Linked DNA regions of Mus musculus: region 2 is linked to region 1. A link is a contact called in public Hi-C data. All regions are on one chromosome and are shown on one strand. Each heading gives the region's core, a stretch centred on a gene start, on an enhancer-like site or on the middle of the called end of the contact. The rest is flanking DNA. Distances are from core to core; before and after follow the strand shown. Region 1 overlaps Col6a6 (collagen, type VI, alpha 6). Region 2 has its middle 24 kb from the start of Col6a6.

Evidence for each region. A called contact is a pair of places that touch in the nucleus more often than the background predicts.
Region 2: a contact with region 1 is called in a Hi-C map of uterus, with 3 times the contacts expected there. The contact joins two enhancer-like sites. A contact is called at or near these places in 1 of 39 promoter capture datasets (liver), 1 of 15 datasets of contacts at CTCF or cohesin (large pre-B cells), 10 of 484 Hi-C or Micro-C datasets (the 63-12 cell line, adipose-derived mesenchymal stem cells, cortical neurons and 4 more) and 6 of 115 datasets of contacts at active chromatin or transcription factors (the NIH/3T3 cell line, VIP interneurons, acute myeloid leukemia and 3 more).

What each region holds. Positions count from the first base shown.
Region 1 is chr9:105,756,641-105,760,345 of GRCm38.p6, reverse strand. Col6a6 (collagen, type VI, alpha 6) reads left to right here. Exons shown (of 37, transcript NM_001102607.1): 13 at 242-295; 14 at 1,983-2,054; 15 at 2,157-2,183. Among named protein-coding and RNA genes, the nearest start is that of Col6a6, 70 kb to the left of the region's middle. Within about 2 kb of position 1,720, at least 6 of the 459 cell types and tissues checked have an H3K27ac peak or open chromatin away from gene starts, as enhancers often do. A contact at or near this core is called in uterus, where this site is marked.
Region 2 is chr9:105,850,575-105,854,050 of GRCm38.p6, reverse strand. No RefSeq gene overlaps it. Among named protein-coding and RNA genes, the nearest start is that of Col6a6, 24 kb to the right of the region's middle. Within about 2 kb of position 1,505, at least 12 of the 459 cell types and tissues checked have an H3K27ac peak or open chromatin away from gene starts, as enhancers often do. A contact at or near this core is called in uterus, where this site is marked.

The sequences.
Region 1 (3,705 bases), core at 471-2,970:
GCTCTCACACATCCATATCCACAGTTGTTCCCCCACATGAATATCTAGATACTTGTGTGGAGATTTCCTTTCTTTTTGTTTGTATTAACGCCACTAGCTTTTGGTTCAGAGAGCCAGGGGCATTTTCAAACTCTCCCGTTGCGCATGAAGTCTAACCTCCAAGCAGTGGATCTGCCCTACGGACTCTCATTTCCTAGTCTATGGAGTGCTCATGTTCTCTCCTCTTTCCTTTTTTTTTCAGGGACCCCCAGGATTCAAAGGCAGTGATGGCTACCTCGGAGAGGAGGGCATTGCTGTAAGTCAAGACCCTTTACAGCTCGCCTATCCCTACAAACATAAGAAGGAAACAAAGACCACACTCTGAGGATTCAGATGCAGTCTTGGGTCTTTCCTGACCCTCCTTGTGCCTGAGAAACACTTCTTCTTAGAGGTGGTTACCCACCTACACTGCACAGTTAACTTGGTGTGAAAGGTAGTTTCTCTGCCTTAGGAGTCACACCCCTGCCAATTGCCCAGGTCATTTAGTAATTAAACCAATGCACCACATAATTTATCAGAAACCTTTCCCTCCCTCCTTCCTCCTCCCCTCCCTCCTCCCCTCCCTCCTCCCCCTCCCTCTCTCCTTCTGTCCTCCCTCTCTCTCCACTCTCTCTCCTTTCCTCTTTCCTCCTTCTCTCCTCCCTCCCTCCTCCCCTCTCTCTTTTTTAAATATTTATTTATGTACGTGAGTACAATGTTGCACTTTTCAGACACACCAGAAGAGGGCATAAGATCCCATTACAGATGGTTGTGAGCCACCATGTGGTTGTTGGAAATTGAACTCAGGACCTCTGGAAGAGCACTCAGTGCTCTTAACCACTGAGTCGTCTCTCCAGCCCCCTCCTCCCCTCTCTTCTCCCTCCCTCCTCCCTTCCTCCTCCCCCTCTCCATCCTCCCTCCTCCCCATCTCCCTTTTCTCCCTTTCTTCTCCTTCCTTTTTTCTTTTTATGCATCCAGTTATGCATTCGTCTGACAGTACATATTTAAGCTTCTTACTGATCACTTCATTGTTTCCAAAAAAAAAACCCACTGATGCACATATCCAATGCATATGCACCCTAGCAGTGTAAGTACCCCAGAAATGAGAAAAAAAATAGATACAGAACAAAAATAACTTAGGGACCTTTCCACACTAGTGAGAAGACAAACAAGGGAAGTGTGTCCAGCTGTTCTACCCGTGACTGTGCTGGAGGCACAGGGAGTTGACGGTATTGAGCAAGAATAGAAACCTAGTGGCTTGAAGGCCAACCCGGTTGGAGTTGACCCTGAGAAGAAAAAGTTACAAAACAATGGGTAACACTTGGGCAGACACATGGAGGATAACAAGGCGTTCCTCCGGCTAAAGTATGTGGGAAATCTTATTCTACCCCAAAGGGGAACCATGTGTTCAAAACAGTAATGGAGTCAAAGGGTTGGGACTGGGGGTTGGCAGAATGGCAGGTGGTCAGTGTGGCTGGACAGTGTAGAAGTCCCCTGAAGAAGATGCACTGGTGTCTAGCTGTGGACAGTGAGTGAGGGTGAGCAAAGGAGCAGGACCAGACAGCATCATGGGTAACGATGCTCAGACCGAGGTCTTGGGTCAAAGTCTTAAAGTCACAGGGACCGGGCAAAGAGTCCCGAATCTTAGCCTAGGGCAGAGTGAAGACACATGGTAAGGAAATTTAAAGGGAGCAATGTGGTGGCCACCTGGGGAAGGGGAAGCTCCATGCCGGCAGTGTGCGGATGGCGTCCAGAGCAAAGGGTTGTCATCGTTGTAGATCAGATTTACTTCCACTCTTTGTTTTCATAGGCTGGAGTCCCGGAATGTAAGTCATGAGCAGACAGATGTTTTCTTAAAAAACAAAACCAAAATAAAATAAAACCACTTGTCAGGTGTCCAGGACAGATCCCAGATCACACTAGCACACACTCATCTGGATGTGTGCTTTTCTGCTTTTCCTCAGGGAGAAAGAGGAGCCTCTGGGCCAATGGGAGAGCAAGGCACGAAGGGATGCTTCGGTGCCAAAGGGCCTAAGGTAAGGACTCTGTAAGCCCTACCTACGCCTCGCTGTGCTGCCTGTCGTCCTGGCAGCCCATTGCATTTCCCACACTCACACTGCTGTCCTTTCCATTTTCAGGGAACCAGAGGACTCAGTGGAGAAGAGGTAATGGCACCAGGCCCTGCATTTTATTTACCCTTCAGTTATCCAGAAATTCACATCTATCTATCTATCTATTTATTTATTTATTTATTTATTTATTTATTTATTTTTGGTATCAGCTATTTTATTTAAGGTTTTGTTTTGTTTTGTTTTTTGAGATTATTACAGTATTTCTCTCTTCCCTTTCTTCCATCCAAACCCTCTCATATAATGCTCCTCTTTCTCTTTCAAATCCATGGCCTCTTTTTTGTTGTTGTTGTTCATTGTTGTTGCAAGCCTATATGTACATGCATATAAAGACAGCCTGCTCAGTCTGTATAATATTCTTTGTCTATGTGTTTTCAGAGTTGACTGTTTAATGTTGGATGACCAGTTACTATACTCTTCTCTGGGGAACGCTATTTCTCCTGCTTGTATTCTTAGTTGACTATAGTTCTTTGTGTAGGATTGCGGGCTCTTTCCATTCATCCTGACATTTCTATTACTGTTATCCTTGTGTAACTCATGTTTATGGAGTCATGTTGGTGAGATTTTATGAGTGTAGCTTCTGGTGTTACTAGGAGACACAATCTCACAGCAAATCCTCTGATCTCCTGGCTTTCGCAATCCTCCTTTCCCACAATGTTCCTAAGGCCTTAAGTGTTTTGCAGGTGTATCCATTATGTCTGTGCTTCAAAACTCTGTGTTTTGATTGGTTGTGACTTTCTGTAATAGCCTCTGTCTGCTGCCTCTGTCTGTTGCCGCAAGGAAGTTTCTTTGATATGTGGGAGGTGTGAGGAGTACACTTACCTGGGGCACGAGGACAAATGTTTAGAGTATTGTTTGGGAGTTGCTAGATTAGTAAAATTGTGGGTTCTCCACCAAGATCCATGACTTCACTAGCACTGAGAGGCTGCCTAGGTCTCAAGTACCATGTTTTCATTCTTGTTGAGCAGATCTTAAGTACAGTTAGAGAGCTGTTGGTTACCACCAAGGTGTACATGCCACTACTGCGCCCTTAGAATTCTTGTGCCATGCTGGTCATGGTGGCTCATGGGTATCATAGCTGGCAAGGACGTTGGTTGTCTCCCGTCTTTGGAAGCTTACACGGTATGTTCTGGAACCATGAAGGCTAGTCCTCAGGGAGGAGGCATTCAGATCATTCCAGTTCTGCATCTCTGGGCTCTGGGTCTGAGATGGATGGAGTCCTCAGCAATAGGGACTTACCTTCCACCTCTGTGGGGCAGGCAAGGACAATAGCAATAGGCTGTATGTTTCAAGGATCTCCTGGCCAACAATTCAAAAAAGGGCTTCTTATGTCTGGTATTGGACTTATATTTAGGTGGGTTTTGGCTCTCACAGAGACCAGTGTCAGCCCAGATGAGAAAAGTTCACCAAACTATATATTTATATTTATACACTGAGTTACATATATTATAGGATCATTTTGGCAAATAGTTAATAATATTCCTTACAGCCTTAGCAGACATCCTTATTTGTATTTTGCCCACTTTCCTCCTCTTCCTGGATTTCCTTCCCTACCCCT
Region 2 (3,476 bases), core at 256-2,755, 94 kb before region 1:
CAATGCTGTTGCTCATTCTCCTTTTGAGTCAGTCTGGGACCCCAGCTCACACAGTCTGGCTCCACCAGCCTGCAGGGTGGTTCTTCCCACCTCAGTTAAGGCTCTCTGGAAACACAGACACCTGCAGATGGGTTATGGTGACTCTATAACAGACTCGTCACAGAAGAGAAACAAGAGTTAGAGACAAGGCAGAGAGTGGCATGAGGGGCAACAAACCCCACAAAATTAGAGCTGTGTGTCTGTGTTCTGGAGAGGGGGACATGTTGGCAGCGGCAGCATCCAGCAGGGCTTGTGCACGGGACAGTGTGGCTGACATGGGAGGTCAGTGCCGCAGAAAGCAAGTTGCATTGTTGAAAAATCAGTTTGTTGTTTTGCCTCTTTAAAAAGAAAGAGCAAACAGTTTTTAAAGTTCTCGAACATTCCACAATATATAATCAATTTGAATTTCCTCAGAAGGAACCATGGTGTGTATATTAAGAACCCATTTTGCCAGGAAGGTTTTTTTTTTTCCTTCCCAGAAATGACCTGTTAAGCCCCTGCAACCTTACATGACATGAGAGGGTGCATTTAGAGCAGCTGGTCAGAATTACAGATGACTAAGAGCCCTGGGATGTCTCTGGAAAACCTCATTTGCCATGCCTAACTGTGATTGCTGACTCTTTGATCTGAGTGTGAATCTTGGGGTAAAACGTTGCCTGGTTTAGCTGGAAGCTTGTGCGGGTCCTTCTCAGTCCCTTCAAATGGAAGCCCCTTCCCACGTGTCTACAAGAATCTGTCAGTACCATTCACCTGCTGCTGGAACTGTGGCAATCTGACCCCAGACCTTTGACATTGTCACTGTCTCCGCTTCTTCTGTAGCTTTCCATTGCTCACCATGAGAATACGACATACGACAGTAATCATGAGGAACCCAGGCCTTCGCTGGCAGACACCTAGTAGTGATCAGTCTTTATGCAGAAAAGATTAAATGAGGGGGCCTTGTCTTGTGGATTACATCCTGTTGGCCTCTCTTCTTCTTCCAAGATTTTTGGTTCCCAAACAGAATATGGATTCTGCATTGAGAATTTTTTTTTCCTCCTTGGTTCTTGGCCTCCACACAAAGGCTGCTGATAAGGACATTCTCCCTGTTTGTGCTGATGCTGTGGTTTGGGTCCCGAAGATTTCCCCAAAGACCCATGTGGTTTTGGCATGGTTCTCAGTTGTTACCATAGCAAAGTGGATGAATCTTCAGGAGGTGGTGCTCTGGTGGAAGGATGTTAGGCCAGTCCTGGAAGGGGATATTGGCGAGCCCCTGGAGGGGTTATTGGGGTACTGGGTTCCTCCTTTTCCTCTTTACCTCACAGCTGCCGTGGAGTGAGCAGGTTCCTCTGACTCGGCACCTGTTGCGATGTCCTGCTCTGTCATAGGGCCCAAAGCAACACCGCCAGCTGCTAACAGACCAACCCTTCCAGCAATAAACTGCTCATCCTTTAAAGTTGCTTTATCTTTGGATATTTATTCCAGCAGCAGAAAGCTGGCAAACACAGACGGGGACTGCAGCTGTGCAGGCACAGGCTCACAAGTGGACTGATTACGGTCTCCTTCAAACAAACGAGCCAAAAAAATATAGATAAAACTCCAGGATGATGAGTGTTATGAGAACGGATTAATAAACAGCACAGCTCATCTCTGGCCAGTTAGTAGCATTCTTGCAAAACAAAATGGTCTTTTCTAGCATGAGATGAATTAACCTGCAAATATCCTGCTCATGGTTCTAACCACACAAGTCGTTATCTGGTGGCCCACGGACCAGAGTGTCAGCATCATATGGGAGCCTGGAAGAAATGCATGGGACTCTCCCCCATGCCTACTCTGCTGGACTCTGCACTGTAACCAGATCCCCAAGTGACCGGTGTGATCATGTGACCCTTCGATGTCCTGGCTGAGGACATTGTTTGCTTGAAGTTCTGTGGAGGAGCAGGCATACCCTGGAGCTCTCCAGTTCTGCGTGGCATGGTGTGTGAGCATCCACCATGGGGCATGATCTAACTAGGACTGAATCAGGAAGGAATAGTAGCATTTTAGCATGGAGATGCTATGGTGAAGGCGGCAGAGCGCACTGTGGGACCATGGAGCAGGAAACTGCATCTGGAGCTCCAACACCCAGGAGGGGCCCTTTGGTCTGAATGGATACAACCAGGGAAAGCAGAAATTTGAAAGGAATCCAAGGAGAGTGGTTTTTCCTAGCTCTTTGTCCTCAGAAAGGGTCTGAACTATAAACACAATGTTTAGAAGGGGAGGGGTGGGGACGAGGAGGAGGATGGGGCAGGAAGGTGAGGAGGAGGAAAGATAAGGAAGGGAGAAGGAGGATGGGACATAAGGTGAGGAGGAGGAATGGGGAGGAGGAGGGGGAAGAGGGGGAGGAGGAAGAAGAGAAGGAGGGGAGGATGGGGAGAAGGAGGAGGAAGGAACAAGAAGGTAGAAAGATGAGCACTGGGAGAACCTTGCACACTATGCAGATTCTACTCTGGAAGCACTGAGGGGCCCCTGAGGATAGGAGAGGGATGTGGTTAGACTTGTTTTGAGGTTGGAATTGCCTGCTGCAGAAATAGCGAATTTTGAGGGATAGAACTAGTCACAGGAGTATCCGTTATTCACATAAGAATGTATAATGATGCTGAGATGATTGAACATACAAGGGGGCTCGTTTAAATGGTGAGATTAGAGGGATATGCTCATCAATTGGTTTGGACAGAGACGACTAGGTGGGTAGACCACTGCTCCTTGTTCCTGTATCAGATTGTCATGGAGGCCTTGGGCCCACACTGGTCTCAGCCCTACTGCCAGAGTTTCTGATTCAGAAGGTCTAGATGTGGCCTGCACATCCGCATAGAGGATGCTGATATGGCTGGTCCCAGGCCTGACCTTGAAGAACCATTTCATTAGCAGCTAAATGACTCTCTTTTCACAGCTACTAGAAGCCTAACCCTTTGAGGGGTTCTTTAAACCATGGATAGCTGGTCCTCATCTTGGGGAACAGCTTGACTACAGGCATTTTAAAAGCTCCCAACGATACTAATGTGCAGCTAAGCACCAGCAGAATCCGATTTACTATATTAGGGTTTCAGGCAAAGGAGAGACTCTTCTGTTTCTTAAGCTTATTAGAATTGTTTCTTAATGTTCTTCTTGCTCCAAGTCCTTCTCTTATGCATATGAATATATGGTGGGTACATCTTAGATTCATGTGATATACACTGGTTATCAACTAAAAGGACAGATACGAAAAAGAGGAGGTGGACACTGTTTCTACCCAAGGGGAAAGAGAAAAAGAAAACAAAACCCCAGATTTGCCAAGTTCCCACTACCTACCAGATATTGTAATACGTAATCTATAAACATTTTATTTATTTATTTATTTAGTATGTTTGTATACATGTGTGTACATGATTGTGATCCTTTGTGAATGCACAGGCATTGATTGTAGAGTCAGAAGAGAA